3 separate regions of the Mus musculus genome follow, and all the other regions are linked to region 1. The links are chromatin contacts, called in public Hi-C maps. All regions are on one chromosome and are shown on one strand. The core of a region is the stretch at or near the end of the contact, and the rest is flanking DNA. Distances in the headings are between cores, read along the strand shown. Region 1 overlaps Sh3rf1 (SH3 domain containing ring finger 1). Region 2 overlaps Palld (palladin, cytoskeletal associated protein). Region 3 overlaps Palld (palladin, cytoskeletal associated protein).

Region 1 (4,174 bases), core at 807-3,306:
AAACAGCTGAGCAAGCCAAGACTTCTTGCAGGCAGTGTACTGAGCTGGGCGAGGTGAGGTGTCAGGTCTGCTGCCTGGGGCAGATCTGGAGGACTGTCTTCGGTATCCCTTACTCTGGGTTTGATATTCAGGAGGCAGTGCCTGCCTGCCTTTACATAGGCAAGTCTTGCATTGGGAAGAGGTCCCAAGGTCTACACAGAAATGAGAGAACTGTGGGCTCAATTCTGCCCACCACGGCCAGCAATGATGCTGACACTCCAATCTCCTTGTGTCTTATCTATTCGCTTGCCCTTAGTTCTCAAGGCAGATGTGAGTGGGAAGAAGCGTAGCTAGTACCTAACTGCCCAGCAGCCTTGTGGATTACCATCACTTAACCCCGTGCCCCTATGCCTTGGTCTCTAAGGCAGGGTTATGATTAGCAGCTAAGGAAGTCAGGCAGGGGTGACTTATTTTGGGTCTCCCGACCCAGTCTTTTCTCTACTGGATATTATCTCTCTCTTTCCTCTGCCTTGCTCTTTCCAATCAAAGCGGTGGTTGTTGTTGGTGTTTGGTAGCCATCTTCTAGCTATCCCTGCCTCTGCTAGTCTCATACATGCACAGTTTTCTTCTACAATGCCCCGTGTGATAAAGAAATAGTACAAAAGTGACTGTGACTTCTGAGGCCAGGTGACTGAGGACGGGGACAATCAGTTGGCATGGGTGAGGCCACTGGACACTCCTAATCAGGCACCATGTGAGGGTCTAAAGTGTCTTCCCCAAACTAGTCAACAATAATGTGAAGGAGCTGCGTTAAAACCAGGCCTGCTAGCATCTGTATAGCCTGGTTCTCTCTTGAATCCCCATTCCATAAAAACCCAGAACCCACCACATTATTGAGGACCACAGCAAGTGGGCTCACTTTTCACAAAAGCTAAGTAGCTGTCCAACAATTACTCTGCTCTCTAGGGCATGGGTACCAATCTACCCTCCCAGGTCTGCAGCAAAAGCATAGCGCTGGGTCCGTTTATCCTTTCCAAGAAAGGTTCAGCCAACTCAGACATGAGTTTACAGATAAGGTCGTCAAATGCAGAGCAGGAAGGAGTGGAGAGGCACTGTGGGTGAAGGGGAACTGACACAGTCTTATGGTCACTCAGAGCACCTTAACTTTGAGCCAGCTAACACTGCCTCAGTCTCCTCCCCTGGAGAATGGGACTTCAATGAGTTAGACAATCTATTTTATAAGTAGCACAATGAGGTCAAAAGAGTGGCATTCTTGGTACAGCGACACGTACAGTTCAACCCCAGAATGTGAGCCACTTCAAGCATAGGGCTTCCTTGAGCATGCTGGGGTCTGGTACTTCAGGGAGGGGAATTTTAAGAAGCGGGCTAGTCCCTAACTAACAGATGAACTCAGGCCACAAGCTAAAGAACGTCCTGACACTGGGAGTTCCCACACTTTAGAATGACATAGAGTTTTGGAACCCTTTCACTGACAACTTTAAAAGCAAACTAACAACTTCATCGTGCAGTGATCTAAAAGAAGAACCCAGATGTGATTTCTCAGGTCTGATGCCAACAGGCCAAAAGTCCACATAAAACACAATGATGTAGTTGCCATTAGGGGCGAGTTAACATTTAAGCAAAGCTGTGCAGTTCTGGGGGGAAATATACCACTGACGGAAAGCATATTCTGTGTAGATCTCTCACGAGATGCGTTGCTGACTGGCAGCCTGTAAGCCGCTTTAAGGTAAAATGGAACAAGACAAGTTTAAAAACTTTAAGGGAATTAGATTAATATTTGCATTTTATAAAAACGCACTAAACCAATTTTGTCCGAAAATTCAGCACTGGAGTGGCTGCTGGGCTAAGAACATAATCTTCCCGCCAAGTTACCAGTGGGAACAAATTTTCATTGCTAAGTTATAGACCTCGAGGGGGAGTGGAGTGGTGGAGTGAGAAGCCATGTGCAGAATGGAAACTGTGACATGCTGTGCGTCATGTGAGGACTGCCAGGTGTCGGCACCGAGGAACTCCACTTAGAGGCCTTCCAGCTCGGGCCCTGGCCTTGAGCCTCACGGAGCGGTTTGTACTGAGACTTTGTCACATAGCTCCAAATGCTGGCAGGACAGCCCAGCGAACTCAGGCACGCAAAAGCCCTGCCAAGCAGAGTCTTTACAGACATCCACAAGCAGATGTCATACGCAGCTGCAAAGGCCCTCACACCTGCCGCCCAGCCCTCTGCCTTACTGGCTCATGCTCGCCCTTGTGTGAATCGGGTTCCCGGGCACTTCTGAACGTCTTGAACTTGAGCTACATTCTGCACCTTCTGTGGCACCTGCTGAGCCACCTCCAAAAGCTGCACCCCCATTGGTCTCCTTCGCTGTCATCTGGCTGACGGGCTAACTATGCCCCACCCCCTTCTTGTATTATACTTCCTCCAGTCCCCAATCCATTCCATGCACAACTCAAATATTTATATTAAGTCATGCCACCTGTAGGTACCCATTGTGAAAAACCATTAGCGGGCTCTCAGTGTCTGTAAGGTTAATCCTCACACTGCTACACAAAGCCCTCAATGATCTGGCCATAATCCTGCTTTATAGCTATAGCAGCCATCGTCATCGCAAACACCCCACCCCCACCCCACCCCACCCCAAGAAGCCTGCCCATGTCTCTTCAAACATAGCCCCACTTCTCCTCCTCCTCCACATATTGGCTCCTGCAGCTCCTTGCATGGGGAATCTCTCTCACAATATCGCTGCTCATCCACGCCCTATCAATCTCTCAAGACCTGGCTCAAAATCTCCCCTGGGAAACCTCTAGCCCCATAGCTGGAAGTAATTTTACGCTTGACTGACCCGCAGAGGGCCGTGTGTGTGTTTCTCACGGCACTTAGCACGGTCCATACTGTATTTTTACCATCTGTGTTGCTGTCTCGTTTATTTTCGACTCGTGGATAATGTTGAATTAACTCTCTCCGCCTCATGTGACCAAAGGCAGAACATAAGATGATTCTTATTAAGCACATTGAATGAGTGAGACCTAACCACTCAGTAAGCATTTTTTAAAATGTGTAATGTTCTTAAAAAAAAAAAAAGTCACTGAAATTCTAATACATGCTACAACATGGAGGGATCCGGAAAGCATCATGCTAAGAGAAAAAAGTCAGACGAAGAAGGAAAGGTGCTCTAGGACTCCACTGATATGAAACCACTGTGTAGAGAAAGGAGAACAGACTTCAGGGGCCACAGAAATGGGAAGAAAGCAGCTGTGAATGATGTGGTCTTCCTGTACAGAAGATGCAGAAGACATTCTAGAGACGGACACTGACACACGATCAATGTAAAGGCACCCAGAGCCAGTGGACTGTACCTTTGAATAGGGGTGAGTTTTAACTAGATTTTAGTCTTCCTTCCATTGAAAAGAGATTGCATTCTCACATGATATATCCTGACTCTAGTTCCCCTCCTCTACTGTCCCGGCTCCTTCCCTCGACACCTCTCATTCCCACCCATCCCACTTCTGCCTCTCGTTAGAAAAGGCTTCTAAGGGATCCTGATACAACACAGCAAAATAAAACAGTGAGAGGAAACAAAAACTGTAATATGGGAGTTGGAAAAGACAAATAGACAGAAAAGGCTCCAAGAGAAGGCACACAAATCAGAGACCCACTGGTTTGCACACTCAGGAATCCTATCAAAAAAACACTAAACTGGGGGGCTGGAGAGATGACTCAGTGGTTGACAGCATTGACTGCTCTTCCAGAGGTCCTGAGTTCAATTCCCAGCAACCACAAGGTGACTCACAACCAGTTGTCTATAATGGGATCTGATACCCTCTTCTAGTGTGTCTTAAGACAGCTATAGTATACTCATACACATAAAATAAATCTCTCAAAACAACAAAACAAAACAAACCCCAAACCACTAAACTGGAAGCCATAAGATGCACACGGAGGGCCTGGTGTAGACCATGCAGGCCTGTGCATGCTGCCTCAGTCTCTTTACCTCAGGTAGCTTTAGAGGGCCTGGTTCTCGCCTGTTCTCCATCCCCTCTGGCTTTTACACTCCTTCTGCCACCTTTTCTGCAGGGTTCCCTGAGCCCTGAGGGGAGGGATTTGATGGTGACATCCCAGTCAGGACTGAGTGTTCTAAGATCTCTCACGCTCTGCATTATATCTGGCTGTGGGTTAACT
Region 2 (4,174 bases), core at 641-3,140, 480 kb before region 1:
CCATTATGATTCTTTTAAATTCTTCTTTCTAAGTTATAGGCTGTATACCTTCTCCCGTACAATAAACGTTTAAGAGAGGGACCTTACAGGGCTTACAGGATTGCAGGGCTTACAGTCAGGGATCTTCCTCGGACTCGTCTCTTAAAACAAGAGGCTTTTGAGACTTGCTGTCTTCAACCATGAGATGAAAATGTAATAAGGAATCACATTCTATTCTATGATGTCTGAATTAAACCATATGTAAAACAATAATGCCTTGCTGTGGCCTTGTAGCTATCATTACCCAGGCTCTTCAGCGTGTCTAATTTCTTAATTGCAAGTCAGGATTAGACTACAAAGATGGGCATCCATTGGGTTATTTGAATGTTTTATCCAATCTATATAAATGTTTATGTGAATGCAATTGTTTTGTTGTTGTTGTTGTTGTTGTTGTTGTTGTTTGAGACAGGGTTTCTCTGTGTAGCCCTGGCTGTCCTGGAACTCACTTTGTAGACCAAGCTGGCCTCGAACTCAGAAATCTACCTGCCTCTGCCTCCCAAGTGCTGGGATTAAAGGCGTGCGCCACCATGCCTGGCATTATATAAATGTTTAAAAGCAAGTTCCAATAATTTAGTTTAGGAAAAGAATGAAATGGACAAGGTCAGCTACACAAGGTCAAAACAGACCTCATGCGTTTTTCCTTCCTGTGTGAGCTCATGCACACATCGCTGGCATGGATTTCACAATCATTGCTTAGAATAAATTCACTATTATTCACTAGCTAGTTTACACTGTCAGCTTTTACTGTAATGCTTGCTATTTTAAGAAACGAACAGCAGGGGGCGGTAAAAACCTTCTTAATGTGTTTGCTCAGACACATGGTTCTGGATTCTGTTTTCCAGAAGAATGTAATGCTTTCTTTCAGATTCTGTTTTGGTTTTTTTTTTTTAAAAAAACCTATCAATTTTAGGAGCAAATGATCGGTGAGGAATATATGTATGTGCAAAACAATGTTACTGACTTTGAAACTTTATGGTTCAATTTACATTTATGTACAAAACAGTCTCTTGCAAGTGGAACCCAGTAGCAAATGTATAACATGTCAAAACTGACTGAAATCACTCCACTCAGCACCAAAGGACCCAATCAAATGAGCAGGCATGATTCCTTGTTAAGGTTCACTTAGTCGTTTGATAACACAGTGGGCCATCAAAATCATGCCCAGGCTTCTTGAGGACAGCTGGGGACAGTAGGTTTAGACATTTGGTTAGTAGCATAGTATTATTAATTATTTCAGTGTACTAAAATCAATGACCAATGTTCATTTGACATGGTAAACAGTCATTAAATCTTTGGTAAAAATGCTTCATTGCTCATTGTTTACTTAACCTTTATATCCTTTAGGGTTTGTTTTTGTTTTGTTTTGCTTTAAGAAGACGACTATAAATACACGAGGTCGGGGAGATGAGGGTTGTTTTCATTCCTGTTTGAGGGATCTTGGTCATCTTGATCATGCATTTGGAAATATATCAAACTTCATGAGCATTCAACTTTATTGACCACGTGAGACATGATGGTCTTAGCGGAAAACCTTCTGTGAAGACAATTTTGTGTAAGGAAGGAAATCTTTAATAAAAAGTGCTCGCGCTGGAGCGTGAGAAACTGGCTCATCCTGCATCCATTCAGGGACCTACTGACCTACATATTAGTGAGACCTAGCTCCTCATCGGCAGGACACCTTCTAAGGATCTAGAAGTAGTTGGTTGTCTTATGGAGAGGAAGGGAGTGTCAAGGAATCTGAAGCAATCAGTGGGCAAAAGCTCAAAAGATAATGCTTGATAAACACAGAGGCGCATAGTATTGGGTGGCTGGCAGCTATCCTGGGAAGGGACAGGGTGTGCCTGGGTGGCCAACCAGAGGAAAGAATGCACGGTTGGCAGGTATGGCAGCAGGTGGCAGGATCTTGAGGTAGGGACTAGAACACGAGGAGAAACTTCACTTGTCAATAGTATAAGCCAGTGAGCAGCAAGACCTGGGTTTCAGGAGGACTCAGGCTCAGCCCAAGGAACACATTCAGCTCTGGCGCCGCCATGAGGCCAACGTTTAGTGACTGCGTTTGTGCGGTGGCCCGGATCAGGAAACAACTTCCTACAACTGCATGGCTAGGCTACTTACTGCTAGCTTAGAGGTCCTTAAGTAAGGCCAAGACAGAGACTGCTCCAAAGCCGCAGGCCAGACTTGGTAGCACAAGCCTTTAATCCCAGCAATGGGAAGCAGATCTCCTTTGAGTTCAAGGCCAGACTGGTGGACGTAATGAGTTTCAGGCCAGCCAGGGCTATATGGTGAGTCTCTGTCTTTAAAAATCAAAACAGAAGAAAACCCTGAGCATCACCAAACTAATAAATTAGATAAAGTAGCCCCAGATAAAAGGAGAAATGGGAGGAACAGTAATGAGAAGACAAACCAGTCATTTCAAGGCATTCCTACTTTAAACATAAGCACTGTCCCCAAATGTCACAAAAAAAAATGTGAAAGCAGAGTTCCTTCCCTCCTTTATTCTTACATACCCAGAAAACAATCTCAACAGTTAAAGGAAAGAGAAGATAGATAGAGAGATAGATAGAGTTAGGTAGATAGATAGATATACATATACACATGTATATATAACAAATAATTTATATACAATATGTATATAAATTATTTGCTATCAATTTTGTTTAAATTTTTTCAAAATTTCTATGTATTTGTGAACATGTGTGCTTGTATTTATTTGTGTGAGTATGTCTCTCTGTAACTGTATGTGCACATGTGTGTGCAGTGGCCCCCAGAGGCCAAAAAGACATCATTGAAGACTTTGTGTGCCATCTGATAGGATGTGAACTGTAGTCCTCCTGATTGAGCCGCAAGCACTCCTAACCTCTGAGCCGTTTCTCCTGTCTCATACAAGGTGAACTGTTACATCATCTGTTGCTCCATTCATGTCCTGTTCTAATGGCCCTCCTTTTTCAGTCTTTAGAGGGGCCTAGGGGCAGGGAACCTGACACCACTCACCTTTCTTGGTCTTCTGCGCACTCAGCCTTTGAGTGGATAACTAGTTCCTGAATGTGGGTTGTGGCGCCTACCTATAAACCTGGCACTGGGAGGATAGAAGCACAGTGATCTTGACTTTTAGATCAGTCTGGACTGGACAGCAAAGTTTAGTCTCAAAGCAACATGGCTTTGGTATTATAAAAGGGCGTCTTCCTCCTTTTCCTTGTCTTCTTCCTCCTCATCTCCTTTCTTCTTCTTCTGAGACTGAGCCCCACTATGTAGCTCTGGCTGTCCTGGAACTCACTATGCAGAGCTACATAGGGCCAGACTGGCCACAAACTCACAGAGATTCGCCTGCCTCGGCTTCCTTAGTGCTGGGATTAAAGCGTATGCCACCAGACTTGGCCTACACGTCTGCATTTAAAAGTATTTTTAATGGAAATTTTATCTTTTTAACCACCTAAATTTAAGAGGCCCTAGATATGAAACTGTATAATAAAACACCAAGTAATAAAAAATGGTTAATTAATCACAGAGCCTAGAATGTACGTCAGGGATTTTTATTCCTTATGCAGTCTGGTCCATAAGAAGGTCCCACCACTGTCCTTATTTCTGAACTGCTGTGTCTGGCTCTCTGGCAACCTCCAGAAGTAGAAGTGAGGGGAACTACCATCTATAAAAATCAAGGTATGGAGGAAATCATAGTCCAAATATTTTCAAAGAGATGATAGTATGATATTTTCTATATAAAGAAATCCACAGTTTTCATGGTTGTGCCTCTTTATCTTCAATCCATGAACAATCATCAGCTAACATACATGTTAAAAGAGTGTTCATATTCTCTGCATAATAGCTGTAAAGAAAGCTAAGCCTTCTAGTTAGGAGGAGTGGTCTACACACTTTCATATTCAGATAATTGTGAGGTGGATGTATACATTTATGAAAGGGAAAATACTTTCAAACACTCAACTACCAAAGTGAAAAGAATCCGTCATCTGCTTTAATATTCCAGACACAGTTCCTCCTAACAGATGCCTATTAGGTCATCCTTATTAGCCTTGTCAAGTTTTATTTGATATATGCAATTGCAATTAATTCAATTCTTTCTTTTTATAATTAAAACTCAGCACCTTTAGTGCCCCCACGTAGTTTATGTGAACAAGAC
Region 3 (4,174 bases), core at 1,174-3,673, 310 kb before region 1:
CATGAGATTTGGTGAGAGAGTCTGTTTCAAAAAAACCTAAGGGTAGCAGGAGTAGGTAAGGATGCAAGGGCTAAAAGCACTCGGTGTCCTTGCTGAAGACACTGGTTTGGCTCACATAGCAGCTCATAGCCATTTGTAACTTCTGTTCCAGTAGTTACAGTGCCCTCTGCTGGCCTCCACAGTCATTTCACACACATGGTGCACTTAGGTGCAAGCCAAACCCTGATACATGTAAAATGAAGGTAAATAATTTTAAAAATAAATAAATAAATAAATAAATAAATAAATAAATAATCAAATAATAGTAATCAAGGAAAGATATCCAATGTCAACCTCTACTTTCTACAGACATGCACATGCCCATACTAACAAACACACAGATCACACAGATGCATACACACACACACATATACATACACACACACACACACACACACACACACACACACACACCAAAAAGGAAAAGAAAACAGTCAGGTTATTCTGCCAACAAGTAAGTTCAGATGAAAAAAGCTAATGGAAACAACTCCCACCGCTGCCCCATTCCCTCACGACCCCTCCCATAGACAGTCTTAGTACTCCAGTTACAGCTTGTTTTGCTTTAACAAATAAAAGTTCAATCATGAGTTACTTAATAAAATTTGTTCTGGATGCTCCAGTCCTGTAGAACTTGCTTGAATGTCTCTTGGATGAGTGTGGTGGTACCGTGGTGTCCTAGCTGAAGGCTAAGGACATGCAAGGCGCTCATCTTCAGCTCAACGGCTTGACAGTGCACACAAGATTTTCCTTATCATGTTTGCCGAATTCCTCATTTTTCTCCTCCCTTTAATTATATCTGAAAGTATTTTAAGACAAGAGAATCCCCCATCCCAACCATAATAACAGCATCTGCTAAAAGCAAGTGTACCTTGGCAGAGAAATATTTTGAGAAAATTTGTCAATGTAAGAAAAAGATGTAGCTGGGAACTATTAAAAAGAAGACAAACTTCCCCTGGTCTCTGAGACGTTCGCCACCATCATATTTACCACAACAACTGGAAACATTCCTTTCATTGTCCCAGTGAAACACTAATACATTCCACTTTGGGAACTCTACACTTGTTATGCAGTATTAAATAAAAACTCATGATCATAGCTTTTTAAACAAGAACAACAAAAACCCCATAAATGTGACTAGTCACATGACTGCTTTTATGAGTTGGACAGAGTATAAATTAAAAAATCAAAACAAAAAAGTCTATTTTAAGACATATTTGTATTTAAGCAAAGTTGAACATACCTAACAAAATGAAGTGTGAGGGTTTTTTTTTTAACTTCCAAATGTTTCCCTTGTGTTGTGTTGTGTTGTGTTGTGTTGTGTTGTGTTGTGTTGTGAGAGAGCCTATTTCAAAACAAGTGAAGGTTAAGAACAATTGCTGTTTTTGCAGAAAAGCCTGCTTTGTCTCCTGCCTATCACACAATGGCTCATATCCATTTGTAACGTCTGTTCCCAGCAGTTACAGTGCCCTCTTCTGGCCTCCACCAGCATTCCATACACATGGTGCGCTTATTTTAAAGTATCAGTGCATACACATAGTGCACTTACATTTTTATTCTATGGTACATATAAAATGAAGGTAAATCAATCTTTAAAAATGTAAATAAATGATACATAGATACATACATACACAGACAGAAAGACAGGCAGAAAGACAAATAGTGTGGAAAGAAATCAAAGAAAGACACCCAATGTCAACCTCTATTTTCTACAGACATGCACACATGTACACATGCCCATACTAACCAACTCAGAGATGCATCTTTACATATCATGGGAGTATGTGTGTATGTGTCTGTGTGTGTGTGTGTGTGTGTGTGTGTGTGTGTGTTTGTTTAAACGACTTATCTTCTTAAATAGCCTGATTGATTACTAGATCGAGCCAGTCACCAGTATACTCATCTACAGAGGATGAATGTAGGGGCTGCCTTCTCTGATATCTATATCTTAACCACTGTTAAGTAGAAAGAGAAAAACACACATGGCTACGGAACATCTGAGGCAAGAGATAAATTTTATAGGCTCAGCCCATGATGTTTTCCAAATGCTAAAACACAAACAGCCTTTGAAATCCAGGACAATATTTAAAGAGATTTTTATGACTCTCCCTTCCCTTCCTCTGATATGGTTGTTCTTTCCTGATCTCTTGTCTCTGTCTCTCTCTGTCCTACACCCTTCCTTTCCCCTTTCTCCACCAACTCCCTCATCCTTCTTACCCAGTTTCTTTCTCACTGCCTTTATTATTCATGGGTAAGGAAGGCACTTTAAGGCTCTAAAAATAAAGCTGGAATTCCCTGGGATGTAGATATGGGTCCATTAGGATTACACATTGAGCTAAAGGAGGAACAAGCTGATTCCTTGCCCTGTGCATTTGAGCAACTGGAACAGGTTTTTCTTGTCACTACTGTGCTGTGTCTGTCTAATGTGTTTTGCACTCCCCTCTCTGTCTAGACAGGAGTCAGCTTCATCACAAATCTTCTCAGCCTGGTTTGTGAATTAAAAGCGAGTCAGCTTTCTTAAGACCAGCATTGGTTCATCATGTTACCTGCCAGGCTGCCTTTTTTTTTTTTTTTTTTTTTTTTTTTTTTGACATTCTAGCTTTACCCTGATTGGATCCTTCAAAGACTAATCTGGGGTAAGAGGATGAAGACTCATTCACAGATGTTAATACTCCAGCCGTTACTCAGCTGTCTGGGAACAGCCACAGACGGTCTTGAGTCGCTTCTATAGCATTGCCTAATGGTCTAATGGCATGTGAAATGAAAGCCACAAAAAAGTGGGTCTCTCTCTCTCTGTCTCTCTCTCTCTGTGTGTCACACGCGCACACAATGTATCCACTTTCTTTTAAAAGATTTATTTACATGTATGTGTGTCTATATACGTACATACATAAATACACATGTGTGTTGGTGCCTCAGGAGTCTAAAAGAGACCATAAGGTCTCCTGGAGATGTAGTTACAGGCTGTTGTGAGCTGCCTCAGTGTTAGATACTGAACCCCAGCCCTCTGCAAGAAAAGCACAGCACTCAGGAAGCAGAGGCAGGTGGATCTCTGTGAGTTTGAGGTCAGCCTCATCTACAGAGTGAGTTCCAAAAGAGAAACACTGTCTTGGAAAAAAACAAAACAAAATAAAATAAGACTTGTTATCTCCTTTTTCAAGATCTCTCTCTACGTAGCAGTGTAATCCTAGACCTTTGTCTGTGTGTTGACTGTGTGCTTCAGAGTATGAGGGAAAGTCCAGTGGTTGGCTGTCCTAAGGACTGAGCTGTGAATGGGAAACTATGTAGATGCTTACTGAAGCCAGTCAGTTGCACACAGTTAAGATTACATCTTGGGTTAAAATAGTAGTTGTGTAAGAGAAAACCAGCCTGTATACAACCTGTGTCTCCCATACAGGAGCGACACCCTCCCTTATATGACAGGATATGCAAGGTGTCTCTCCACACCATCAGGGGTATGTCAAAGGTCTGACATTTTTGACATAAACACCTTGACACTTAATGTCTGACAGATAGAATGTAACAACTAGCTAAAAATATTCATAATTTTAAACATTGGGTCAACATCCTTTTGTTCTATGTGACAACACATTGTTTTTGTACAACTGAGAATTTGGTAAGCATGTGACAAACAACCAGGATTTCTGAAAATCTGTCTGGAAATGAGCTTTGCAATATCCAGTCTGACTGCAAAGGGTTGTATAGCCCCCAGCTAATGCTCACACCCATTCAAATGCAACTGTGGTTATTTAAGGATAAAGGAGTAATTTTTCCTTTAATGCCTGTGTGATTTCCTAGCAGTATTTAATTTGTTCCGATGTAAGTTATGAAGTTCTATGGGAATAATGACCTAATTTCATGGAGCTAGTTGGCTTATCTGTTGGCTTAGATAACTGTAAAAAAATGCTAATATATTAAGGCAGTGATTGTATCTCAACCTGCCTTTTTGAAAATAAGGTTTTGAAATGAAAGAAAAGGTAGCAGACACAAAAGTTGAGGAAATGGGCTACAGAGTACACACACACACACACACACACACACACACGTACACATACACATACAAAGTCTAACAGAACAGGGTAGAAAAGTAGAAAATGCAGAGACAGAATAAGAGACATAATATATAACTGTGATTCCA

What was found. A called contact is a pair of places that touch in the nucleus more often than the background predicts.
Region 2: a contact with region 1 is called in a Hi-C map of uterus, with 2.9 times the contacts expected there. The contact joins two enhancer-like sites. A contact is called at or near these places in 2 of 484 Hi-C or Micro-C datasets (both in uterus).
Region 3: a contact with region 1 is called in a Hi-C map of uterus, with 2.9 times the contacts expected there. The contact joins two enhancer-like sites. A contact is called at or near these places in 2 of 484 Hi-C or Micro-C datasets (liver and uterus).

The regions. Positions count from the first base shown.
Region 1 is chr8:61,389,138-61,393,311 of GRCm38.p6, reverse strand. All of the region lies in intron 11 of Sh3rf1 (SH3 domain containing ring finger 1), which reads right to left. Among named protein-coding and RNA genes, the nearest start is that of 5730405A17Rik, 37 kb to the left of the region's middle. Within about 2 kb of position 2,056, at least 19 of the 459 cell types and tissues checked have an H3K27ac peak or open chromatin away from gene starts, as enhancers often do. A contact at or near this core is called in uterus, where this site is marked.
Region 2 is chr8:61,872,102-61,876,275 of GRCm38.p6, reverse strand. The region is part of intron 2 of Palld (palladin, cytoskeletal associated protein); the gene reads left to right. Among named protein-coding and RNA genes, the nearest start is that of Palld, 29 kb to the left of the region's middle. Within about 2 kb of position 1,890, at least 12 of the 459 cell types and tissues checked have an H3K27ac peak or open chromatin away from gene starts, as enhancers often do. A contact at or near this core is called in uterus, where this site is marked.
Region 3 is chr8:61,696,485-61,700,658 of GRCm38.p6, reverse strand. The region is part of intron 8 of Palld (palladin, cytoskeletal associated protein); the gene reads left to right. Among named protein-coding and RNA genes, the nearest start is that of Gm51576, 13 kb to the right of the region's middle. Within about 2 kb of position 2,423, at least 24 of the 459 cell types and tissues checked have an H3K27ac peak or open chromatin away from gene starts, as enhancers often do. A contact at or near this core is called in uterus, where this site is marked.